Regions from separate parts of the Mus musculus genome. Here region 1 is linked to region 2. The links are chromatin contacts, called in public HiChIP or PLAC-seq maps. All regions are on one chromosome and are shown on one strand. Each heading gives the region's core, a stretch centred on a gene start, on an enhancer-like site or on the middle of the called end of the contact. The rest is flanking DNA. Distances are from core to core; before and after follow the strand shown.

Region 1 (5,565 bases), core at 3,029-5,528, 350 kb after region 2:
CAGACATCTTGGCCAGGTTCTGTGACAGAACACAAGTGATTTTTACACTCATGGTCTCAGGGTGACTGTGAGTTTGAAAAGCTGAACTTTAGCAAAGTGTACAGTGGCTCTAGGCATAGGCCAATGTAAATGAATTATTCTTAATAAAATTATAAACAGTGAATTAATCGAGGCTGTATTTATTTACCTTATGCTAATTCCCAATAACTTAACAGAGAAACCAAGATTTACTTAAAACTGCACCTCAATAGCCGAGCAGTTAAATGATGTATCTTAAGCTTCTATGCTGATCTGCCCCTGCCACCCCAACCCATGATGCCTGCATGTTGTTATTGATATGGCTCTCTAGACACCTTCTTCACAGCTCCCATTTCTCCATCCCTCTCTTTCCTCTCCCTGGTGGATGCCCCACCCTCTTCTCTATTCTGCCCAGCCATTGGGTGATCAGCATTTATTGACAAGTTAGAGAATAAATGATAAGAACCGTTTGCACAAACTTGAGACAGGAGACATTGCTGTGTCCAAACTGGAGGAAGACATGAGGGCAAAGAAATCAGCGTTTGAATAACCCAAGGGTAAAATTTACACAGGCTACAAAACATTGTGTCCACAGGCCAATGACTTTCTGGATAAAGTACTTTTCACCCTGGAGTTGTGGAGAATGAGCAGAGAGAAGCATACAAAGGTCAGACACTTCTGCCCGAATTATTCTGCACACACACACACACACACACATACACACACACACACACACACACACACACACACACACACACATACACACACACACTCACACACTCACACACACTCACACACACACACACACTCACACACACACGCACACACACACACACTCACACACACACTCACACACACACACACACACACACACACGCACACACGCACGAGCTATTCTGGTGGTGAGAGCTCATGGTCAAACTCAAGTTCATGGGGTGTTAAAGTTTATGATGAAGGAGAGAATACACACTACCAGCCCCAACCAGCACTGCCTGCCGCCGAGCTGCCGTAGGCTAACTGAGCTGTGGTTTCCAGGGGCATGTGGAAACCAGTTCCCATGCCTCATGTCAGCTTTTAGGAGCAGGTAAGGATGGGGATTTTCTTGAAGAGCTTGATAAGTCTTGGTGAAGGATTTAGATTTCATTATTCCCCGAGTATGCTGGGGAGCCCTGGGGCTTTCATCGGGAGGGTGGCATGGATTGATCCCTCTGCAATCAATAGTGAGACCGGTCTGTCTGGTGGAGGTAAGCCTGTGACGGACGTCTTCAGACCTGGGATGAGGAGTGGCATGACACTGTGGAAAGGAAAGATGACGTAACCCTCAGGAACACTGAGGAAGACTCAAACTCAGGAAGAGTTGCTAAGAGATGAGGCCACTCCCGCGACTTTGGGGTTTTGAATTGGGTAAGTATTTCTGATGTGTGGGAGAGCGCGATGCATGCACTTAGCACCGTCCCGCATTAACTCCTAAGGTATAGTATAGAGGACAAACATGAAAGAGGATACAGGAATGAAGGGGCACCCAGGCCAGCTTGTGTTCCTATGTCTGGGTCGCAGGGACACTTTGATGGTTAATTTTGTCCAGTTGATAGTATCTAGGATCCTTTGGGGAAGAACGTCTTGATGAGGGATTATCACAAGAGTAGCATGTGTTTGGGGGAAATATCTTGGTTACGTTAACTGATGTCAGATGACCTGCCAGCATGGGTGTCAACATTCCCTAAACAGGAGAGTCTGAACTGTGTGGGTGGAGAAAACTAGCTGAGCCCAGGCACGCATGTTTATTCTTGACTGTGGTTGTGACTAGCTAGATGTCTCAAGTTTTTGTACTTGACTTCCTTGACACGATGGGCTGTGGCCTGGAATTGTGAGCTGAAATATACCCAGTTCTCCCATAAAATTTTTTGCACTTAAAAAAAATCATAGTATCATGAAACAAAACTAAGAACCAATTATGGCTTTTCCATTCAGGGAGCACAGAACTGGTATGTGGCTGAGAGCTGGCTTAGACACACTGGAGGTGAGATTCTCTTGGGACTCAGAGACAGATGGCGATGTTCAAGAAAAAGCATCAAATCACAGGAGTTACCGTTACCGAGAAACAGCAGGGACTGGGGGCAGGCACAAGGACTCTTCAGTGGCCTCAACAGTGAGGTGGATGTTGGTGCTTTCCCTCCACAAACTGAACCCTGAAATTACATGGGGGTGCACTATAGATATACTACAGATATATAGTACTATATGTGTGTGTGTATGTATGTATGTATGTATCTATGTATGTATGTATATGTGTGTGTGTGTGTGTATGTGTGTACACTCTAGATAGTCTTCAAAAGCATCAGAGATACAGAATTTAAAACCACTCCATTATTAACAGAAATTTTGACCACAAGACATGTCTGCTCCCGACAGTACCTCCATCACACGTCAAAGAAGATATTGAGCTTCATTACCTCCGATTGGAGTTGCTTCAATTATGGCAAGCGAGCCACTGGATAAGAAATACTTTAATTCATTCTGCAGACAAATGCTGTCCAAAAAAAGGACCAATTGAATGTGGAGTAGTCGATTGTTAAGCGCTACCAAGACAGGGTAAGCTGTTCTTTCTTTTTTTCTTTCTTTTTTTTTAAGCTACTCTTTCTTAATTCCTGCTTCACTTAAGGTTTGTCAGATGGTTCTGGGCCAGAAGGCTGAGGACTGATGCTCCAATGCTATGAGATTATTGGGCACTGTCTAGGCAGTCTTTGCAAACTGTATGAGTTTCGGAGTCTATGTCTTTGTGCTTCCTACATATTCAGGTAATATCTAATTCATTCTCAGATCTCTGACTGGACTGAAGACTAGTTATAGTCTCATAATTGAACTTAAGCTATCTAACATTAAAGAAGATGTTCTAGACTTGAAAGGATGGCTTTCAGGTGGTTAAAATCAAACAGAATTCAGGTCAGAATTGTACCTGTACCTTTAAGTTCGGATAGATGATAGAATAATTAATTTAAATTGACAAAGATGATGGACTGGGTATTATAAGTGGATATCAACCTTATAATTTGCATAATTGTTGTAATCGTGTTCAATTTATATCTGAGAGAAAAGAGCCTTTTTAATTGAAATGTGAGAAATGTAGTGGGTTTGGCTATACTGCTTGTATTATAATGCTAATTTGGGTCCCCAAAATTGCTTGCTTGAGAGAGTCTGCATGTCCACAGGTAAGACACTGAGGAACCCTGCCCCTAGTTGGTTCTGATTGGTAAATAAAGATGCTGGCAGCCAATGGCTGGGCAGGACGTGGCAGACTGAACTAGGACTTTTAGGATTTCCCAGGCCTGGGACTGAGAACAAGAAGAGAGGGAAGATCTGCCATGCTAGAAGAGTGTGGAGAAGGGAGACACCATGCCTGAGAAGAGTGCAAGACAGAGAGGCATGGCCGCCACGTGAAGGAGCCGGGAGAGCACGGCCCAGTTGGGCAGCCCTCTGAGTCCAGAGCAGCCAAGGTAGAACACAGAATTTAGTAAGCTGTAACTCGGAATTATCGGTGGAAGGTAGATTCTATCAGTAGTGGAGGTTAGGCAGTAGCCCAGCTATTGTGCTGATTAAGACATGTGTGTGTGTTTCATTTGGGAACACAAGCCATTGAGGTAGATAGCAAACCCGTATCTGCGACTTAATTATTAATTATTTAATTCAACAATATTTGTGCACAGGACTCCAGTTCCAAGAGGCTCCATGTGGGTAGGAATTACAATTCATGATTTATAGGTACAGATGACATCTGTGGACCTCCTTGCTTGGTTTTTGAAACAGGGTCACAGTTGTAGCTTTGGCTCTCCTTGAACTTGTGGTGATCCTCCTGCCTCAGTCTCCCAAGTGCAGAGATTATAGGTGTGTGATGTCTTCCCAAGAGGTGCTTGTAAATTCTTGAGGTGAGGGCCTTGCTGTCCTTTGTCCTCTCAGATGTGGTGTGTGATGCTCAGATGCTGGGCTAGGAGGCTGTGAGGGAGACCTATACTAGCCAGACCTGTGTTTTACATATAAGTAAAAGTCCCCCGTGGAAGTTGTTATTAATGTGTTTTTTTGTGACATTCACATGAACTTGGTCTAAATCAATCCAGGATAATTCTGCAACATTTGGTCACCCTTCTGCCTCACACCTGGGGGCATAACACTTCAGCATTAATCTGTGACAGATTAACAGGGCTTCAGCCTGGCCCAATGGTGTTGACAGTTTGAGGTGTTGGGCGCCATCTGGTGGCCGCATGATACACAGCCCTAATCACAGGAAGTCTGTTTCCAGCTATTTGCATAGCAGCCCCAGCCCATTCTTTAGTCAGAACCCCAAGTCTTGAACGTCAGCGGCCTGACATGGACTCCAGGACTTTAAGACACCATCGAGCTTCCCAGCTCCTGTGGGCTCCGGAAATTGAGAGAGAGCTGTTTCTAGGAAGTGTCTGGCTGTCCTTCCCCTCCTGCCAGTTGAGAACCGGCTACTAAATAAAGATGCCATGTGACCTCCCTTCTGCAGACTCTCAGGTCTCAGAGCAACAGTTAAAGTGGAGAGGAGGCGGCTGATGACTCACTGATACTCCGGAGCAGGAAATCAACACCCAGGGAGCCTGACCCGGCAGCGGCTCATACAGAATTGATTGGCGGTGGTTTGAGCGTGGGTGGAGTGGCTTTAATGTAGCCGAGCTTATAATACTTCCTTCTGCCGACCTCTGGTAAAATCCTGAAACAGGACTGGGTATGGTGGCTCCGGCCTGTAATCTCGGTTCTCAGGAAACTGATCAAGGGGCGTTGCTGCAAAACAAAAGTCCCAAACAAACTCTGAAATGGCCGATAAATGGCTCCCACCAGCTTTCTTCAAGGTTTGGAATTGGTAGAGAGACTCGCCACACCTGACACACACGCTGCCATCCACACTGGCCACTGCAGGCGATGGGTTGTCTTCTCCCTTGGGGACCCTTTGCTAGTGGGGCTACTTAATGCTCCCTGGGTTCTAGGTCCCCCTCGGCCCTGAGTCCACTCACTCTTTGGACTAAGTGTGGCTACAAGCCTCAGAGACAAGATGGCAGAGACCCTTGGAGAAAGAAAGCACAGCTGAAAGAACCAAGGAGACAACTTCTTGTCTTCCAGTCAGGAGTAGAAACTGGAAATCCCAGATGCTAGTGGTGCGAAGGCCTCCCCAGGAGTGTTTGGGAAGGGGTGATCTGAGAACTGCTATGCTGTGGTTTGTCATGTTGGGGTCAAAGAAGCAGGTGAGGTGGGGAGGCCTGGCCATGTGGATGGGAGCCTCAGGGTAGACAGGGTGGCCATAGGACCATGGTCTCAGCTGACACGGAGAAGCCAAGCCAGGGACACAGAGACAGTATACCTCTCAAGTCTGGAATGAGAGGACTTGGAAGTCAACTAGACATTTTGCTGCTACAGAAATTGGGGTCTCAGAGGTCATGTGACTGCTATGTGACTATGCTGAGCTAGGTGGCACCAGACTCCTACCCTAGCAGAGACTCCTTGCACAAGGCTGTGGGGTCCGGGCCCTCCTTCCCT
Region 2 (5,002 bases), core at 49-2,548:
CACACCTATAGAACAGGCACACACCTATAGAGCAGGCACACACCTATAGAACAGGCACACACCTATAGAACAGGCACACGCCTATAGAACAGGCACACACCTATAGAACAGGCACACGCCTATAGAACAGGCACACACCTATAGAACAGGCACACACCTATAGAACAGGCACACGCCTATAGAACAGGCACACGCCTATAGAACAGGCACACACCTATAGAACAGGCACACGCCTATAGAACAGGCACACACCTATAGAACAGGCACACGCCTATAGAACAGGCACACACCCATAGAACAGGCACACACCCATAGAACAGGCACACGCCTATAGAACAGGCACACACCTATAGAACAGGCACACACCTATAGAACAGGCACACACCTATAGAACAGGCACACGCCTATAGAACAGGCACACGCCTATAGAGCAGGCTTGATGGCACAGACCTATAGTCCCAGCATTCGGGAGGTGGATAAGGAAAACCTGAAGTTCAAGATTATCTGTAGCTACATGGAGGTTTCTGGGCCTGCCTGGGTTCCCTGTAACAAAGGAAAACAAACTAGAGGCAGCTCCATCCTGCCTCTGCAGAAGCCTTGCCACAGCTGCAGTTCTTCCTGGGTTAGTCTTGAACGGGCTCCCTGGACACCTGCCGTCAGGTTCCATCTGCCACTAGTATAAAACCCTCAGCAAGATAAAGCCTGAGCCCTAAGGTGCCCCTCCCGAGAGAAGGGCACCAGTCTCTGTGCCCCAGAACCATGGCACTCTGCTGCCCACGCTTACTTCACCTCTAGCTCACGGCTCTGCACAGATGACCCACGATGGCTTCTGTACCTCACCTGTCTGGGTATGGCACCCCTGTACCTCTGCAGAGCTGCCCAGGCTCCCGGCACTCAGCAACCCCCACCCATCTGGTCCACTCAAGGGCTGTAGGGTTTCCAAGGGAATGGGGGTGCTCTTCTCACAGTGTGGACACTTGCTCACAGTGTACAGACAGGGGGCACTGGTTCCATGGGCTAGATGCCTCTGCCATCAGCTCCAATTCACGTCTTGAAGAGTTGTTCTCATGGCTTTGTCTGAGGTTCATGCTCAGGACATACACTCCTGTGTGGCTCCTGAGCGCTCCTCTCCTCTCCCACTGGTTTCCTGTGTTGTGACCTATCTGCACACCATGGCACTGTAGCACTAGCCTGTTCTCCGCTGGAATGCGTCCAATGATTTGGGAAGAGTCCAAACTCCCCAGGGATCCCAGAGCCTAGCATAATTAGTCAGTCTGAGTAATTGCCCGGCTATTTTCTAGGAGCCCTAGCCAGTCTCTCACATGCTCCCTCCAGGGCATTTGTGCAGCGCTCCCATCCTCCTCACCTCCTCAACAGCTGAAGGGCCCTGAGGGCCCTGCCACTGTGCACTAGCAGAGGCCAGCCAGCAGTGGGATCAGTTGGGCCTGCACTGTGAGGTGGAGGCAACCCAGGTAGCCAGTAGCACTGGGGAACTGGGAAAGCAGCTATGCATCAGGTATAGCGTTGGCCCACACTGTAACCTCATAGACACTGTGAGCCAAGGCTTGGCTTCCTGGACTGCTGACAAGGAAAATGAGGCTTAGAGGTGTCAAAGAACTTGGTGCTGAGCCAGGTGTGACCCCAGGACAGGACTGCAGAGCTCAGGTTCTCACCCAGAGGCAGCCCCTCCTCCCAGAAGCAGGGGACGGTGGCTGGCTGGGAATTGTCTCCAGTATAACACTGGAGCAAGAGTCTAGTAGAAGATACTGGAGACCAGGGATGCTTCAAATGTCCAGCAGTATTCAGAGTAGCCACCACAGTCAGTCGCCCTGGGGCAGGAAGTGTTAAAGAGGCTGTGCTTGGCACCCTGCCCCAAATGCCCATGGTGCCAAAACTGAGAAAACATGTTCTATAGCTTCAGTTTAGAACATCACACCATGGTGTCTGCAGAGACTCACTCAGGACCATGAGTTAGGAACATAGAGGAGCACAGGACAAGGCAGGGAAGCAAAGCCAAGTTGTCAAAGCCCTGACCCAAGACAGTTGATTAACAGGTCAGAGTGGCCAAGACACAGACCAGTTCTAGGAGAAAGGCCTGTTGCTGCCTACTCCCAGTATAAGGAGATGCAGAACCCAGTGTTGACCATGAGGTCCTTGGTCATGGACACACCGCATAGCCCCCGAGGATAGCTTACTTGATAAAGTGCTTACCATGCAGGTATGAGGACCTCAGATTGATCCTCAACTCATGTAAAAAGCTGGGACATCCTAGCACACACTGCAGCCCCAGTGCTGGAGAGGCAGAGATATAGGTCCATCTTAGGGTATGCTAGTCAGCTTAGGGTGGGCAGCAAACCCCAGGCAATTAATAAACACAGAAAGTCAAGATAGACAGCTCCTGACCTCCATACGCATGCACACCTGCATATACATGTGAATATATCCACACACAGAAACACACACTCGGGGAGGGAGGAAGACTCTGTAGTGTGTGTGTGTTTTTTTCATTATTATATGTAAGTACACTGTAGCTGTCTTCAGACACACCAGAAGAGGGTGTCAGATCACATTACAGGTGGTTGCGAGCCAACATGTGGTTTCGAGCCAACATGTGGTTGCTGGGATTTGAACTCAGGACCTTCGGAAGAGCAGTTAGTGCTCTTACCCTCTGAGCATCTCTCCAGCCCCTGTAGTGTGTTCTGTATAACCAGCATCTTGCTATGCACATCACTTCCTGAGGGCTAGAGTAGGGCCTCTGAGTTCCCCAAGCTTATGCTTCCCAGGTAATGCTGGGAAGGCAGGATGAGGTGGCGTGCCCTTCTGGTGCACAGCAGCCTGGGGTGAGGGACAGGGGGATGTGTGAGCATGACTCCTCATGTACATGCTTCCTCATGTTACACAGATGCACACACGTGTCCAGCTGTAATCCAGATAGAGCCATAGAGCAAGGAACTTGTTACAAATTTAACCAAGATTTTTTACACAGGAGCTAAGGAGACCACCATGAGTGCATTGCTATTTCTTTACCTTAGCCAACTTGGTGGTAACTTTTTGAAGATTTATATTCCCAATGTTTGAAACAATGTGCTTGAGTTTGGGGTGAGGTGTTTAAAAGATAATCAAAGGTAAATCAACTTAAAGACAGGCTTATAGGAGTCTTGATTCTCTCTGTGTGTCTGTCTGTCTGTCTGTCTGTCTGTCTCTCTCTCTCTCTCTCTCTCTCTCTCTCTCTCGGGTGTGTGTGTGTGTGTGTGTGCACGTGCATGCGCACGTGGTGTTTGCATGTCTATGTATGGTGTACATGTATGTTTGTGGATTTGGTCTGTCTATGTGAGTGGCTGAACCCATTGTTTATGCAAGTGTGGAGGCAGAGGTTGGCATTAGGTGTCTTTCTCTGCTGGGCTCCACTTTATTTTTGAGACCGTCTCTGTATGAGCCTGAGGCTCACTGATTACCTAGACTAGCTGGCCAGCTAGCTCGAGAGATCTGTCCACCTCTGCTTCCCACATGCTGGGGTTTCAGAGGTCCTTCACTGCGCCCAGATTTGTATGCATGTTCTGGGGATAGGACCCCAGGTCTTTATTCTAGCTATCTTCCTATCTCCCCGGCTCTGTAATGTCCTTCATTAACAAAGCAGATGTGTGGAAAGGGGGTAATGCCCCTTTCTCTGCAACTTCGGACAAGTGTGCCTTCCACAGGAGATTCTGGGGCAGTAGCTTGAGATGAAGGGGAAACCCAAGGACCTCCATCCATATCAGGAGATCTGGCATGCAGCCCTGGTCACAGCGCAGCGACTTTGGCAAGTCACATGGCTTCTGAGAACACCATTCTCTTTATCTTTAGATTAGAAACCCTCTCCTGCAGGCAGGCGCCTGAGGTATCTGTAAGGAGAAGGCAGGTCCATGTGTGTGAAAGTGTTTGGTCAACAGTAAGGAGTCCTGTGCAAATGAAGCTGTGTGGTTATCACGGAGATAACACTGGTTCCAATAGCAGCCTCACCCAGCAGGGAAGGAAGCATACTGCAGATCCCAAGCTGTCTGCCTTAGGTATCCTCATCAGCAACTTTGATTGATTGCAGCCTTTGTGAAGCCCAAGATACTTGAGAGTTATCAGCAAAGAAGACTGATAAAAGGCTTACCTTCTGGGAGCCTGTACCCTAAATGGGTAGGGGGTAGGGGGAGTGGTGGAGAGAGAGTGTTAACACAGGAGGGGGGTTATATAGACTAGGGGAGTTGGGGAAACTGAGCAGGGTAAAAGCAAGAAGAAACATGGAGGGAAGAGAGAAGATGCAGGTTTCTTTTAATTCATTAATGTATTTACTGATAATGGACAGAAGTGTACATGGGCCACAGTGCACAGGTCTGAGGATAGCTTACCCCAGCCAGTGCTTGTTTGCCCTTCACCATGTGTGCTCTGAGGATTGAACTTACAGCATGGAGGCCCACACTCAGGCCCCTTGAATTATCTCTCTATATTTGTTTTATTTATATGAGACAGGGCCTCCCTTTCAGCTGCAGCTGACCTGGAACTGGCTGTGTAGACCAGGCTGGCCAGAAACTTGTATAAGTCAGCCTGCCTGTGCCTGTGCCTGTGCCTGTGCCCGTGCCCCTGCCTCTGCCTCCCCAGTGCTGAGGTCCAAGCTTTGCACCTCCCTGCCCAGCCTACAGTTCTCAGTAGGGAGACAGACTGGGTCTGGGTGGGAACAGATCTTCAGGGGTGTGAGACCTGCAAGCAGCGGCTCCCGAGTAGAATAAGGAGCAAGGTGAGGTGAGGCTGGAAGAGATCCATAAGAGGCCACGAGCAGCCCAAGGGAAGATCAGGAAGCCAGAGCAAAGGCAGAGCCTGGGGGCGGAGCTCAAGCATCCACAAAAAACATCCTTTTTGTTTGTTTTGTTTTGTTTATTTTTGCTTTTGAGACAGGGTTTTATAGCCCTGTCTATTCCAGAACTCACTCTGTAGACCAGAACTCACAGAGATCCCCTGCCTCTGCTTCCACAGTGCT

Evidence for each region. HiChIP or PLAC-seq counts read pairs in DNA pulled down with a chosen protein or histone mark.
Region 1: an HNF4G HiChIP or PLAC-seq map of pancreatic cancer cells shows a contact between it and region 2. The contact joins two enhancer-like sites. A contact is called at or near these places in 1 of 115 datasets of contacts at active chromatin or transcription factors (pancreatic cancer cells) and 1 of 9 other capture datasets (embryonic stem cells).

Annotation. Positions count from the first base shown.
Region 1 is chr5:24,265,529-24,271,093 of GRCm38.p6, reverse strand. No RefSeq gene overlaps it. Among named protein-coding and RNA genes, the nearest start is that of Gm33476, 33 kb to the left of the region's middle. Within about 2 kb of position 4,278, at least 281 of the 459 cell types and tissues checked have an H3K27ac peak or open chromatin away from gene starts, as enhancers often do. A contact at or near this core is called in pancreatic cancer cells, where this site is marked.
Region 2 is chr5:24,608,432-24,613,433 of GRCm38.p6, reverse strand. It overlaps a transcript of Smarcd3 not described here. Among named protein-coding and RNA genes, the nearest start is that of Smarcd3, 8.9 kb to the right of the region's middle. Within about 2 kb of position 1,298, at least 71 of the 459 cell types and tissues checked have an H3K27ac peak or open chromatin away from gene starts, as enhancers often do. A contact at or near this core is called in pancreatic cancer cells, where this site is marked.